3 separate regions of the Mus musculus genome follow, and regions 2 and 3 are each linked to region 1. A link is a contact called in public promoter capture Hi-C data. All regions are on one chromosome and are shown on one strand. The core of a region is the stretch at or near the end of the contact, and the rest is flanking DNA. Distances in the headings are between cores, read along the strand shown.

The links. Promoter capture Hi-C pulls out the DNA fragments that hold promoters and counts their contacts.
Region 2: a promoter capture Hi-C map of pre-B cells shows a contact between it and region 1, with 2.1 times the contacts expected there. The contact joins the promoter of Ttc37 here to the promoter of Trip13 in region 1. A contact is called at or near these places in 5 of 39 promoter capture datasets (the 3T3-L1 cell line, cranial neural crest, hematopoietic stem and progenitor cells and 2 more), 1 of 484 Hi-C or Micro-C datasets (muscle stem cells) and 2 of 9 other capture datasets (adipose tissue and liver).
Region 3: a promoter capture Hi-C map of liver shows a contact between it and region 1, with 2.4 times the contacts expected there. The contact joins the promoter of Rhobtb3 here to the promoter of Trip13 in region 1. A contact is called at or near these places in 3 of 39 promoter capture datasets (cranial neural crest, liver and second pharyngeal arch cranial neural crest).

Annotation. Positions count from the first base shown.
Region 1 is chr13:73,934,988-73,939,767 of GRCm38.p6, forward strand. Trip13 (thyroid hormone receptor interactor 13) reads right to left here and starts at 2,780. Exons shown (of 13, transcript NM_027182.2): 1 at 2,503-2,780; 2 at 1,120-1,285. The coding sequence starts at 2,594. It overlaps Brd9 (bromodomain containing 9), which reads left to right and starts at 2,841. Exons shown (of 16, transcript NM_001378947.1): 1 at 2,841-2,958; 2 at 3,447-3,661; 3 at 3,878-4,010. The coding sequence starts at 2,907.
Region 2 is chr13:76,096,277-76,101,056 of GRCm38.p6, forward strand. Ttc37 (tetratricopeptide repeat domain 37) reads left to right here and starts at 2,458. Exons shown (of 44, transcript NM_001081352.2): 1 at 2,458-2,553; 2 at 3,095-3,164. Arsk (arylsulfatase K) reads right to left here and starts at 2,384. Exons shown (of 8, transcript NM_029847.4): 1 at 2,098-2,384. The coding sequence starts at 2,232.
Region 3 is chr13:75,941,938-75,946,717 of GRCm38.p6, forward strand. Rhobtb3 (Rho-related BTB domain containing 3) reads right to left here and starts at 1,887. Exons shown (of 12, transcript NM_028493.2): 1 at 1,594-1,887; 2 at 1,270-1,495. The coding sequence starts at 1,595.

The DNA of each region.
Region 1 (4,780 bases), core at 1,530-4,029:
TGACTCTGGATTTAACTATGTAGTCAAGAAACCTAAGTATTAATCACTAGATTATATCCAGGGCACATCAGTAGGAAGCTGAACCTCCACCCCATCATTCTGTCAACAAGACGGTCAATATGAGAAGGACCCAGCAGGTCCATAGAGACTTGAACTTGCACTTCATCAAACAGCAGCAAAGTGTCTGGAATGGTCCTCTACTTACAGTGGCCCAGTGGAGGCTTGATCTTAACTTTTCATTTGGAGGCTATGACAACTGTGTCCCTTTTTTTGGGGGATAAAGGCCATGGCGATTTTTTATTTAAATGATCATGCCGTGTTTTCCTTCTGACTCTATACAGAGATGGCAATAACTGTGCTTTGGGTCTTCTCTGAGACCTTTATAATGAATCATACTATGGTCATGACTCCTGTGAAACTGAGGAAAAGACAAAACCAGAGAATTTCTCTAAGCTTCAGGTGTTTGACGAAGAGATATTATAGAATATTTGGTTTCCATTAAAGTGACCGAAGTGGCAATTCAGAGAACTTTAGTATGCTAGAAGTACATAAAAAGAGAATTACGGTCTGTGATGTATTCTAATGCAACCTAATTATTAGTAGGTCTGTTTTCCAACTGTCAAATTTTACTTCCAATTTGTTCCAGGCTCTGTCAAGAGCATCCTGACACACAACATCCCTACTCTAGCACCTAGCTCCAGGACACATAGCTAAAGCTTATCTAGCTACTGTTAGCAATCGGGGACACAACAACAGCAGGATCAGTCACCACAAGCTGCCAAGATGCTACACATTCCTACTCTCGCCACTAGTCACATATCCTTCCTATGTACATGTTCGATCTCCCCTTCTAAAAGGACACTCCCTCCTCTCTGCACTCTTTCTTCTCCCTCCACCTTCACCCAGAAGCAGCCTCTGGATTCTCCCTCCCTAATAAACCTCCCACGTGAGATCTGTTGCCTAAAGTGACTTTATGGAATCTGTTGCTTAGATTGTAATAGCCACCAAAACCAACAGATAGGGTAGTAACCCGCTATCCACGTCAATGTTAGTTATTTATGACAATTACCTCATAATCTCTAAGGGCTCACTTACCAGCACTATGAACTAGGAATTTACCTGAGGGTCTTTAGCCTTTAGTTCTGTGTCAACAATAGACACTGACTGAACATTTCTGCTTAGAAAAGGATCATCAAACTCAGTCCAGACGTAATCTCCAAACACAATATTATGCCGGTTGAGCAGCCTGTAAACACTCGACTTTATATCTTCTTTTTTTGCAGTGCTAGAAAGATAAATAAAACATATATAAAATATCTTAGTTAAGAAAAACACTAAAAGCTGGGCGTGGTAGCACACGCCTTTAAGCCCAGCACTTGGGAGGCAGAGGCAGGCGGATTTCTGAGTTCGAGGCCAGCCTGGTCTACAAAGTGAGTTCCAGGTCAGCCAGGGCTACACAGAAAAACCCTGTTCCGAAAAACCAAGAAAAAAAAAAAAAAACCAAAAAACAAACAAACAAAAACGACAAAAACAAACAAAAAAACAAAAAAAACCCCACTAAAGTATAGCTAGGTCTGGCTGTAATTTCAGCATGCAAGCTGAGACAGAAGAACTTGTTTCAAACACAGACACTCAGACACACACACACACACACACACACACACACACACACACACACAGACACACACCTTCCCTCCCTCAGACCTCAGACATATACAAGAAAGTCATTAGTCAAGATGGGGCTTGGCAGTGTACTGTCTTAGGATCAACTGTAGGGTCCCAGGCCTGCAGTCATACCATCAGCCACCCTCAGGCTAATTAGAAAAAGGAGGTGCCACTAGTTCTTCACACACTACTATGAAAATTAATAAAAATTCAGTGTTTGAGACAAGCCTGAAACATTATGAGCATTCAATCCATGTTAGCAGCCCTTTTAAGGAAAACCTGAAAATGCATAGCTGTAGGGTCTAACCTGGAGTACGTACATAATCTTTGTAACAGGAAATTTGCCACTGGATTCTGGCTTTGCAAATTAAATACTTGCTCTACTGACACTGCACTTCCTTGCACCCCTAATTGACTGGAGATCACTTCTGTCGCTTAGCAGGTCCTATTACATGGAGCTCATCGTTAGGCTGTGCTCCATAGGCCAGTCAGTTGAGAGCTGTGGGGTCCTGCCAGATAGTCTGGGATGGTGGTAGGGTCTGGATGGGATATGCGGCAATGTGAGAGGTGAAACTCAAGAGTAATGTGTGGTGGGATGGAGGGCAAAGTCGGATCATGCTGTTAGGGTCAACTGAAGTGGGGTGGAGGTGTGCTGGGTCATACTAGGTGGGTTCATGTCAGGCTGTTCAGGTCGTGCGAAGTGGGGCCGTACTGAGGGGTGGGACGCTGTGGGGTGGAATCCTAAGAGTTGGGGTAAGGTCGTGCCACTCGGAGTCACGCGTGGTGGGGTCGGATCAGGTCGCGCCCCGCGTGGTCGGACTCCGTATATACGCTCACCTTCCGCTGCGCTGCAGAACCTCCACATGGACCGCGGGCGATTCGGCAACACAGGGAAGCGCTTGCTTCAGGTCGCCCACCGCCTCGTCCATGGCGCCGCCGCCGGGAGCCGAGGGAATGCCGCCGGAGTGAGGCCGCGGTCGCCTCCCTGCGCCCTGTGCGACAGCCTTCTCCGATGTAGGAGGATCCACCTTGGCTAAGGGCCGGCCAAATCCACTTCCGCCGCCCGAGCCGCTCGGCGCTTTGCAACCCGCCCCGCCCCACCGAGCTTCGAATCTGCCGCGCGCTGCGCACCGCCCCACCCTGACCCGGAAGCACTTGGCGGTGGCGAAGGCGCTACTTCCGACTGGCGCAGGTCGAGCTACCGGCAGCCGCTTCTCACCGGATCCCGTGCTATCTCAGCCATGGGCAAAAAGCACAAGAAGCACAAGGCGGAATGGCGCTCGTCCTACGAAGGTGCGGATCCCACGGGCGGGGTCTAGGTTGCCGATACGGGCAGGGGAAGGCGTTCCAGGGGAAGGGCGTGGTCTGTGCTGGGCGGGGTCCCGTGAGAAGGAGGAGCTTAGAGCCAGGTAGTGGACAATCGTAGGAGGGGCGGGGTTAGAGCTGAAAAAGGGAATCTGCTGCGAAGAGGCTATAGGCTTCTTTTTTGGGTCCTGTAGCCACTATGTACCTCCTCTCTGACACCAGGAAGACCCGCAGCAAAAAGAGGGCTTCCGTGAAGGAATTGGGGTCCTGGGTCTCAGGTCGGGTTGTTGTACCCTCGGAATATCCTCAGTGGTGATTTTGTGGTTTGAAAGAGAGGATTGAACACCAATCTGTCAGTTTGAGATTACATAGTCTGTGGTTTTGACAACTCCTTGCTGTCTAGATTCACACCCACAGGGGTGCAGTATTTCTACTCAGTATTTTGCAAGCTTGACCTACGTACGGTCTGTGTGCAGATTATACAGACACGCCACTGGAGAAGCCTCTGAAGCTGGTGCTCAAGGTGGGAGGAAGTGAAGTGACAGAGCTCTCAGGATCTGGCCACGACTCCAGCTACTACGACGATCGCTCAGACCACGAACGGGAGAGACACAGAGAAAAGAAGAAAAAGAAGAAGAAAAAGTCAGAGAAGGAGAAGCACCTCGATGAGGAGGAGAGGAGGAAGCGGAAGGTAAAGGTTCAATGGCCTAAGATGGGTCCCTAATCACGCCTGGCTATACCGTTGCTGCAGTTCTGGGCTTCCAGGGCATCTTCAGGTGATGCCTGTCAGGTGTCAGGAGTGGCTCTTCTTCCCAGTCTGGGGAATGCGCAGACGTGTGCGGAGCCTGCATTACCAGTCTAAAAGGGTTCTGGCTGTTCTGTGCCCTCTATTCTTCCATACTTACAGGAAGAGAAGAAACGGAAACGGGAGAAGGAACACTGCGACTCAGAGGGGGAGGCTGATGCTTTCGACCCTGGAAAGAAGGTGGAGGTGGAGCCACCCCCAGACCGACCAGTGAGAGCCTGCCGAACACAGCCAGGCAAGACCCTGTCCCCAAACATGAGTTTCCTACCTTGTCTATAGCGTGGTTATCTAGTTGTTGGGGACATTTCACAAGCTAAAAATGAGTAAATTCTCTTGAAGACTGGTAAAACAGACACATGGATGCCAGAGACCAACCATATGTGTCCTACAAAACCTACTATATTTTTATTTGGTTGGTTAGTTGTTTTGTTTTGTTTGTTTTTCTGGTTTTTTGTTCTGGTTTTTCGAGACAGGGTTTCTCTGTATAGCCCTGACTGTATAGTACTCACTCTGTAGACCAGGCTGACCTTGAATTCAGAAATCCTCCTGCATCTGCCTGCCGAGTGCTTTGATTAAAGGCGTGTGCCACCACGCCCAGCGAAACAGGGCTTTTTACTGTAGCCCTCTCTGTCCTGGACCTTACTCTGTAGATGAGCTGTCCTTGAACTCAGAGATCTGCCTGCCTCTGGCTCCTGAGTGTGGGATTAAAATGGTGCACAACCACTGCCCAGTTTATCTACAGTATTTTAATCTGGTTAAAGTTTATCGTTTTTTAGTGTAGAAGTTTAGCATTATCTGTTTTACTATTCCAAACAGCACCATCAGGTTAATGTTGCTATATCACTCATATAAGAAAAGCATATATCGTGGAAATATGGGTAATCTCCCGTGGGAAGAAGAGACCCCAATACAGGCTCTCCTGGTAGGTCTGGGTTTCTTAAAGTGACCTCAAGATTGCATGTTGGAAGCTTGAGGTCTTTGGTAAGTTTCTGACTTGGGCAGCCC
Region 2 (4,780 bases), core at 1,208-3,707, 2.2 Mb after region 1:
ATCAAATTGACAATTAAAGCTAGCTAGAAAAAGCATTATCCTGTTAAGTAGTAAAAAAATGACTTATCTGCTATGGCAAGGCCTTAGCATATTGTGTGCCTTATCTTACTTATCTACCACGTCAAGTTATATTATGGGAGATTCCACAGTATATATTCCTGTCCCGCTATTTACTTCTGAAACCAGTGTGGCTGCAACAGTGGGGAGGTGCAGTGTGTGTGGAAGCAGGGTTGTAGGGGGTGCCCTTGTCCTTTAAGGTCCAGGCAGAAGTGCTTTTTATCCAGATATAATTTATATACAACTTACACATTTAAAACGTGCAACTCAAAGGTTTTTAGTGTATCCAGAAAGTCATTTAGAACATTTATATTATTCCCAGGAGCACCCTTAGCCTTCACCCTGGGCTCATTTAAAACTGAGGCAATTACGAACATGCTGTCTGTCTCTACATAGCTGCTTTCTTTGGACATTTCGTATAAATGGATTCATATAAAATATAGTCTGTCATCATTTATTTTGAGGACATAGTTTTCTAGGTCCAGTCACACTGTAACAAGCATGAGTTTTGGATTTCTTTTCTGGTTGCTGAATAATACTACCAAATTCCATCTATACACTTACCAGTACATGGCTATCTAGGTTGTTTTAACTTCTCATCTTCTAGAATAATCCTGTCATGTAGAAGCTTTGGTGCAGACTATGTTTTCATTTCTCTTGGACACAAACACAAGCATACATATCTAGGAATAGAATTGCTGCATTGCATAGTAACTCTATAGTTAGTCACTGTAAAAACTGTCAAATGGTTTTCCAAGGTGGCCACACCACTTTACAAAGCATCTCAACAGCCGTGTATGAGGTTTCTAATTCCTCCATATTCTCATTAACTCTGGTTATTGTTTATGGTGTGTGTGTGTGTGTGTGTGTGTGTGTGTACTAAAGAACTGACATATTAACTGTAAAAAACAACAGGCCAAGCACAACAGTTTCATACTCTGATCATATTTACCTCCACATTCCCTCCTCCCCACCCTTGGCTCTTCCCATATCATCTCACATGACTTCCTCCTATTTTTATGCCTTTTGATTCTGGCTATCCTTATGGGGATCAATTGGTTTGAGCTACATTTCCCTAATGATTAATGAATCTAAGCTTCTTATGATGGGCTTATTGGCTATCTGTGTATATTCTGTGTAGGAATGTCTTTTCAAATCCTTGGCTCATTTTAAATTGCCTAAACCAAGATTATGACAATTTACACTTCCATTGTCTTGAAGGAGTTTTATAGCCTTAGCTTTTACATTTAAATCATTGACTAACTTTTGTTTTTACACATGGTGGAAGGCAGGACCCAATTTTGTTCCTTTCCATGTATATATTTACTTTTCCAGCACTACTTGTTTATAAGACTATTTCTGGACTCTTAATTCTACTCTACTGGTCTGAATATTTATTGTTCTGCATGTAAAGTACTATTGTGGCTATTGTAGCTTTACCATTAGTTTTGAAATTAAAAGCTTTTTTTTTTTTTTTTTAAATCAGTCTTCTTTTTCATGTTTTTTTCCCCTTCCCAATTCGAGGTCCTTTCACTTTCCATATGAATTTAAATCAAATTTAAGGTGATGCATACACAAATAACTTCTTTAAATCAGTGCTAACACAAGTATAGAATGTCTAGATTAGTGGTTCTCAGCCTTTCTATGCTGCAACAGTTTAATACAGTTCCTCATATTATGGTGACTCTCCCAACCATACGATTATTTTTGTTGTCACTTCATAACTGTAATTTTGTTAGGTATGAGTTGTAATGTAAATATCTGATATTTCCGATGGTCTTAGGTGACTTCTGCAAAAGGTGACTCGACCTCTCCCAAGGGATCGAGAGCCACAGGTTGAGAATTGCTGGTCTAGTGAATAAAGTTCAAGGAGCAAAGCCCAGGAGTTAGAGACTGGCTTCTTTCTACTACTTTATTAGTATGCACATGCGTGCTTGCAGGTGTGCGCATGCGGGACCTCTCAACCCCAGGGTCCTGTTCCCTGTGATGTTTCTCCACAGGCTCTGGGCGGTGTCTGCTCCCCGTCCTTTGGGTACTTACGAAGGAGTCACTGGCGACCAGCACCACGTTGGGCGCCTGGTTCACTTGCATCCTTTTCTTCTGTGTTCTGGGGGCCGGTGCTGCGAGTGCTAACGCTGCGACCACCGACACCAACAGCAACAGCATCGCGGGCATGGCCGTTCAGAAGCGGCTGCTGAGCGGGTCTCCTGTAGCCTGCTCTCCAGTCATGAGCAGGGGCCGGACTCTAGGGACAAGACTAGAAGTTTGGCTTACAAATACAGAAGTAAATATGAGCGGCACCTAGAAACTACACCTCCCATCAGGCCAAGGGCAGGCGCATGCGCAAAAACCAATCGCGCTCAGCCCATGTGAAGACCGTTTTAATCAAATTTCGAGCTAATGATAGCTCTGCCAGTTCCTCTCACTCAAGCGATGTCTGGGGAAGCGCGCATGCGTTGTTCAGACTTGTACTTTGTGGCAGTCCCACATGCCCAGGTGGGTTCTGATCGCTTCGGTTTTGGCAGAAGTTGAAATCTAAAGGCAGTAGAAGTGGTATTTAGGGGGAGAAAATACTGAGCATGAGCGTGATGTTACGGGCTGTCTTCCTTTTGTGCGGGGCTGAATGTTCGCTGACAAAGTGAACTTGGCGGTGATGAGGTGGCAGTGATTCTGTCACTTGAATTGGATTGGGTTGTGCCTATATGGGACTTTAGGCTAGGTCACCTCGTGTGTGGTCTGGGTAGTGGTGTGGATTTCTGCTGCGTTCCGGAACCCTAGTCAGGAAGCCCCCCTCATCGTATTTCCTCCGTTTGCCGACCTGTAAGGATTATGCTCATGTGGGTTGAAGAGCGGGCCTAATAAGTTTCAGGTTCCAGATACGGAACAGCTTGGCTGTTCTTTGTCTTTGGAGTAGCAATAGGGACCGGTTCTAAAAGGTACAGATGTGGACTGTGTGAAGTGTGCGGTTAATTGATGTATGCTCGGAGTAACATTGTTGGGTATAGAATAATCAGCTGTTCCTTTTTTTGATTGCTAGATTCCTTTGGAGAATTCTGGAAGAAGCACGTTTCTATTTTCAAGTCAAATTATTCACTGATAAGTTTCAGGTATATATAATTGTACATTACACCACTTGTGTTGATTTTCTGGCAGGAAAAGGAGGAGTAATGCTATTTATTTAAAATCTCAACTCTCATATCTGGCAGCCTTGTGTACAGATTAATTGTAATAAAACACCTTACACATCTAATACAGAGCGGTATGTGTTTAGTGTCTGTTAAGCTTTACTGTATATTTACTGTGTAGCATGCTTTACGTGGAATGTACTCCTTAATCTTCACTTAGACTACTTTACAGATGCGAAAACAGAGAGGTTAAATAACTTTTCAATAGCTTATCTAAGTAGATTACCTCCTAAACAGGGCACACTCCCCAGAATTGTGTTGAGTAAATTTGGAATGTAGGACATACTTTACAGAAACAATATCAACTGGTGCTTAGTTTTATAAAAATTACATTTGGTATTCTTTTTTTTTTTTTTTTTTTGCATAGTAATGATTCGTTGAACACAGATGATCCTTGAAGGCTCTGTTTCTGCAGGCCCTTGTTCTGAGGACAGAGCACATCCTTTTCTTCTTTCTGTAATTGCGGTGTCAGTGAGAGCAGGCGCTGTAGCAGGTTGGTGGAATAGGTATTTTAGGGACGCAGTTTCAAAGGGCTGCTAGAACCTAAGAGGTTTCTAGTACTTTTCATCAGACACGAAGTGGGGCATATAAAGGTCCTCCCTGCTAGCTTGTCCAGCCCATACTTCACCTTCCCTGGTGGGAAAACTTCCACTGAGCAGCTCGTTCTATACTCGTGGAGGTTTAAGTATTAAAAGTTCTGATTTAGAGCTGAAGACAGTCTTCTGCTTTTAGCTACTCATTAATTCATTGTGCTTTGATATTACACTGATAAAAGCCTGCCTTCCTGTTTCTTCTCCAATAGTAGTCTTCTCAGTCCTGCTAACTAGTCTTCAGCTAGTTATTGCTTTACTGCAGGTTGCTTCACTTCTTTTTGTTTTCTCCTGGAATCTTAACCTTTTAAATTTAATTAACTAATTATTTTCCTGTACATAGCCACTGCAGCTTCCTTTTCCTCCTCTCAGTCTCCTCCTCTTTCCTCCTCTCCCCTCTTCCCATCCCTCCCTTTATCATCAGAAAAGAGGAAGCCTCCTATGGCTATCAACAGGCCCTGGTATATAAAATTGCCACAGGACTAGGTCCATCTTCTTCCATTGAGGCTAGATGAAGCAGCTCAGTTAGGGGAAAGGGATCCACAGACAGGCCACAGAGTCAGAGACAGCCTTTACGGTTAGGAGTCCCACATGAAGACCAAGCTGTACAACTGCTTCATATGTGCCAAAGACCTGGGTCTGTCCCATGCCTGCTCTCTGGTTGGAGGTTCAGTGGGCCCCTTATAGGCCCAGGTTAATTGATTCTGTAGGTTTTCTTGTGGTGTCCTTGACCCCTCTGGCTCCTACAATTCTTTCTCCCCCTCTTCCACAGTATCACACAAGCTCTGCCTAATATTTGGCTTTGAGTCTCTGTATCTGTTTCCATCAGTTGCCCCTCTGATGACAGTTATGCTAGGCTCCTGTTTCCAAGTATAGCAGAATATCATTAATAGTGTCAGGGGTGGTCTCTCTCTCTCATGGTGTGTGTCTCAGGCTGGATCAATCATT
Region 3 (4,780 bases), core at 637-3,136, 2.0 Mb after region 1:
ACATCCTAATTCATCTTCTCTTATGTTTTCTGTGTCTACTCCATTGATTCATTGCACATTTATTCAACAGTATACTGAATAAGTAATACTTTTAGGCTACAAAATCTTTCATAATAAAAGGGCTCAAAGTAACTGTGCCTACCAGTCCTCCCTAGTGGCATCTTTTGATACTGTCATCACTGTCATACTTGAAGGTTAGGTAGCATCCTTTCATTTATTTCAGCACACTGATATGAGTTTCCAGTTAAAGAGTGCTTTCTTTCCATAATAGGAAAATATGCTCAAGAAAATTTTCTCTTTACTTTTTACACATTTCTATTCAAAAGTATGCTAGTTCTCCTTAGCTCTGGTAGTTTTCTTAAAAAAAAAACTGTCTTTTTAATGTAAAAATCTCACATAATTTGTACCTTTTTTAAGACCCAAAAGTTTAAACATTTATATATTATGTATATATAGTAATCTTTAGCTGAAAAATATATAACTACAATATCAGCAAGAAATCACAGATTTAAAATTAAATGAAGACACTTGAAATACATAGTGCTACTGTGTTATGAAGATATTTGTAAGTCAGGGAGCTGTCTTCTTTGTCCTTTTATCAAACACTTCAGAGTCAAGCTACTCAAGAGACAAGCTAAGACTTATTTTATTCAACTATCATAAACATGAAGATTTATTTAAGTTCTTAGTGGTATTTCCAATTTATTAACCACTAAAACAAAAGGCTAATATATGAGCATTAGCACTATTAAAAACTAGTCTTTTCAGAGGTTAATAATCAACAAATAAGCCATTTAAAATTAGTTCTCAAATCCCATTCTTTTTTCCCTTGTTCCCATACTATTTTTGACCTGTCCCTGTCTAGAGTATTTTTGCCTACGTTGAGCTGTAAAGGGCAGTATTTATAGAACACATCTCCCTATCCTCCACGAGGTGGACATGAAAACATGACTCTTGGCCAGTGGAACTTCGCGACCCTGTTTGGGGTTGGCACATTCAACTGTCAGCTGTCCATCCACTAAAGAACAAGTCTTGAAACACAGTAACGGCTCTATATTGCCCTGGGGCCATTTTACCTTACAGACGTGACTGGGCTGCCCCCACCACCTCCAAATTGTAACAAAGGATGGGATTTGCCAAAAAATGTAAAAACACAAAAACAAACTAAAAAAACTCTCCAGGCAATCAGGAAATTAAGAAACAAGGGGAGGAGGGATCCAAAAAGGCAAGCTCCTTCCTCCTGGGCACCGCGCAGCCACTGCCCCTTACCCAGACGGGACAGTCGTGCACCACCAGCTTGACGTTCCCGAACGCACTGGCCTGGTACTCAGTGAACACCGGGCGCGCGACCGTGCTGGCCGCGTTCAGCAACAAGCTACTCTCGTCCCCCGACACCAGCGGGCTTCTTCCCAGGTATGTGCGGATGAGCCCCGACGGCCGGTTGTCCTGGTGGAACGTGTCGCCCTCGTTCCCCAACGCCACGATGTGGATGGACCTGCGGGGCCGAGAGGGGCGCGGTGAGCGGGTGGGTACAGCCAGGGCGCGTGGCACGTCCCGGACCCAGACCGTGGCAGAACGGCGACGCGTACGTACATGATCGCGGCTGGCAGGGCGGCGCGGAGATGGCAGCGGGCGGCCTGGCGGGGGCCCGGGCGACGCTCTCACTGCAGTCAGCTCATCCCCGGCCGCGGCCCTCCCGCTCCTACGACGCGGCGCTACCGACGCAGAGGAGCGGGCCGGGAGTGAGCGGCCGGCCGGGCGCTGGCAGCGCTGCGGTCCCTGGTCGCCGCTCCTGGCCGCCGCGCCTCCGCCCGGGCTCCGCCTCCGCTCGGCGGGGCCGGAGGCCCGCACGTGTCGCCCCGAGAGTCCGGCGCGCGGGGGAGCTGGCTGCTGGCCGAGGCCGCGGGACACAAAGGAGCGGTGGGCGCGGGGACGACGCCGGAGCCCGGGAGCAGCTCGCCGCCAATCCGCCTGCAGCAAGTTTCCTCAACTCGGAAGGCTGAAACCTGAGCCGGGAGCGGGGGAGGGGCGGCCTGGCCCCCGCCGGGGACCAGAAGAGAGCCCAGCCAGGAGGCAGCCCCCTGCCCACCCCGCGGTCCCGTACCCACCCCAGCCTTCGCAGAAAGTGTGTTATCGTTTTGTCAATTTACAACATGCGCTTTGGCTGTTTTGTAAAATCGTACTTGTGAAGAAGGAAAAAAAAAAAAGGCAACATTCATGCAGCTGCAGAAAAGGTTCTTTGTTCACGCACCAATTAATTTGCGGGTGCCACTTTGGAAAGGTCATTTACTATTGCAAGCTATATTTGGCATATTTTAACCAAGATTGTGGAATTTGAAGTGTTGGGATTTTTAATGTGTGTGGTTTAAAAAAAAAAGAAAAAAAAAAAAAAGAAAGTTGTAGCAGTTTACTTGGATTTTTTTCAGTACACATTCCAGTTACATTATTTAATAATAGCTCACTGAAAAAGAAGGATCATGTTAATGTAAGGATATTTTAGATTCTTTCGTGATGACACACAGAAGTAAAGCTTGTGGAGGCCCCAAAAGGGCCTCAGACTACCTCCAGTATAAAACACCATGAGGACTGCTAATACTAGGACAGGCCAAAGGCTACTCTGGGGCTCCCTCATAAATATTAAAATTCTCACAAGCATCTCACACACAGTTAAGAGTTCTTGTTTATCTTTTTGATTATTTGCTCTGCTTTGAAATTGGGCTTGTTTTCTCTGTTAAGTGGACCTGTTTTGAGAACTAGATGTTTAAAAGGTCCTGGGAAGACTGAGGAAAACAAGAAGCTGGGAGATGGCCACAACTGTTTATTAGGAATCAGTATTGCTCAGCTGAGACAGAATTAGCTTCCTGTCCATAGACAGGGCAGGGCAGGGGGCGTTCTCTATGTAGTTTACTTAGTCCTCTCTGTTCTTTGAGATAGGTCTTCCCTCCTCAGCCTCCCAAATAGCTGTAATTAGAGTCACTAGTAAAGACAAAACCAAACAAAAACAAAACCAGCCCAGGCTATATCGTGAGCTCCAGAAGAGCCAGTTACATAGTGAGACCCAGTCCTAAATAAATAAATAAATAAATAAATAAATAAATAAATAAATTTTTTCCTTTGTGTCCAAGTACAATGTTTTGTAGTTTCTGGAAATAACCATCCTGAAAGATGCAAATGTGCAGAGTCACAGTTCCTCTTGGATCAAAAGAAAGTATACGGTCTCATCAGTCTAATGGCCCACCAGTCAAACACCATGACACTGAAGTGCATAAATAGATAAAGAATATAGCTTACTGTGAGACTACGCCGGGGCCTAGCAAACACAGAAGTGGATGCTCACAGTCAGCTATTGGATGGATCGCAGGGCCCCCAAAGGAAGAGCTAGAGAAAGTACCCAAGGAGCTAAAGGGATCTGCAACCCTATAGGTGGAACAACTTTATGAACTAACCAGTATCCTGGAGCTCTTGTCTCTAGCTGCATATGTATCAAAAGATGGCCTAGTCGGCCATCACTGCAAAGAGAGTCCCATTGGACTTGCAAACTTTATATGCCCCAGTACAGGGGAACACCAGGCCAAAAAGTGGGAATGGGTGGGTAGGGGAGTGGGAAGGGGTAGGGTATGGGGGACTTTTGGGATAGCATTGGAAATGTAAACGAGGAAAATACCTAATAAAAAATTAAAAAAAAGAATATAGCTTACGTAAATATGAACCTTTTTTTTGAGTTGTTTTCTCCTGTACTGCCTAGGCTGATCTAGAACCCTTGGGCTTACTAAGCAGTCTTCCTAGATCAAATTTCCAGAGCAGTTGAGACTATAGATGGTTAATGAGTTATGAACTAGCTTTTGTAAATGAAGGTAAACTCATCACATCTTATACCATGGATGATCCTTAACGATGTGGTGCTATGTGAAGTAAGCCAATATGGAAGAGAATTACATCATTCTACTTCTGAATTACCTCAAGTAGCCAAGCTCTTACAGCTAGGAAGTAGGACAGAGTATCAGGTGCTGAAGTAGGGAAGGCATGCTATTTTTGGGTACCCAGTTTCAGTTTTGGAAGATGAAAAAGCATAGAAATCAATTGTACAGCAAAATGCACATAGCTAATGTGACTTATGCCAATCACTAAAGCATGGTTAAGATAATAAGTTTTCTGTTACCACGTAAAGCACAATACAGAGAGCATAAGAACATGCAAAAAAGACACCAGATGGAACTGACACATAGCAGAAAGGGAGAAAGCAGACTTCTACTTCTCCAGTTTTCAGTGTTTTAACCTGGCCAGATAGACATGGAATATTGTAAGATACACTATACTCTTGAGAAGTTAAGTCTGTCAGTGTCCACTAGATTCTCAATAGGTACATATTCTCCACATAGCATACGCTATGTGTTCCATAGCTATTAGAGAGACATATAGAGTATAAGGATTAAAGCTTCAGTGAGTGTCTAGTTCTGTGCTGCACAGCATTAGGGAGAAGTTCACCAGAGGAAGCAACCAATATCATGGGTCCTAAAAGATGAGGAAATGTTGCTGGATTTGGAGGAAGAAGAGGTTGGACAGGAAGGAATGTTAGGAAGAACTAGATTACTCATTCATACTCATATGTAAAGGTGTAGAAACACGCATCATGGTTGTCTGTTCCAAGGAAAAGCAAGAAATGAAGTGAAGGCAGATTTCTGTATCTAGGCTGGCAGAAAACAGGCTGGTGAAGTTGGGTGATGCGACACTCTGGTTGAGCCCGTCTCTCAAAGTGCATGTCCTGGCAAGAGTGACGCTT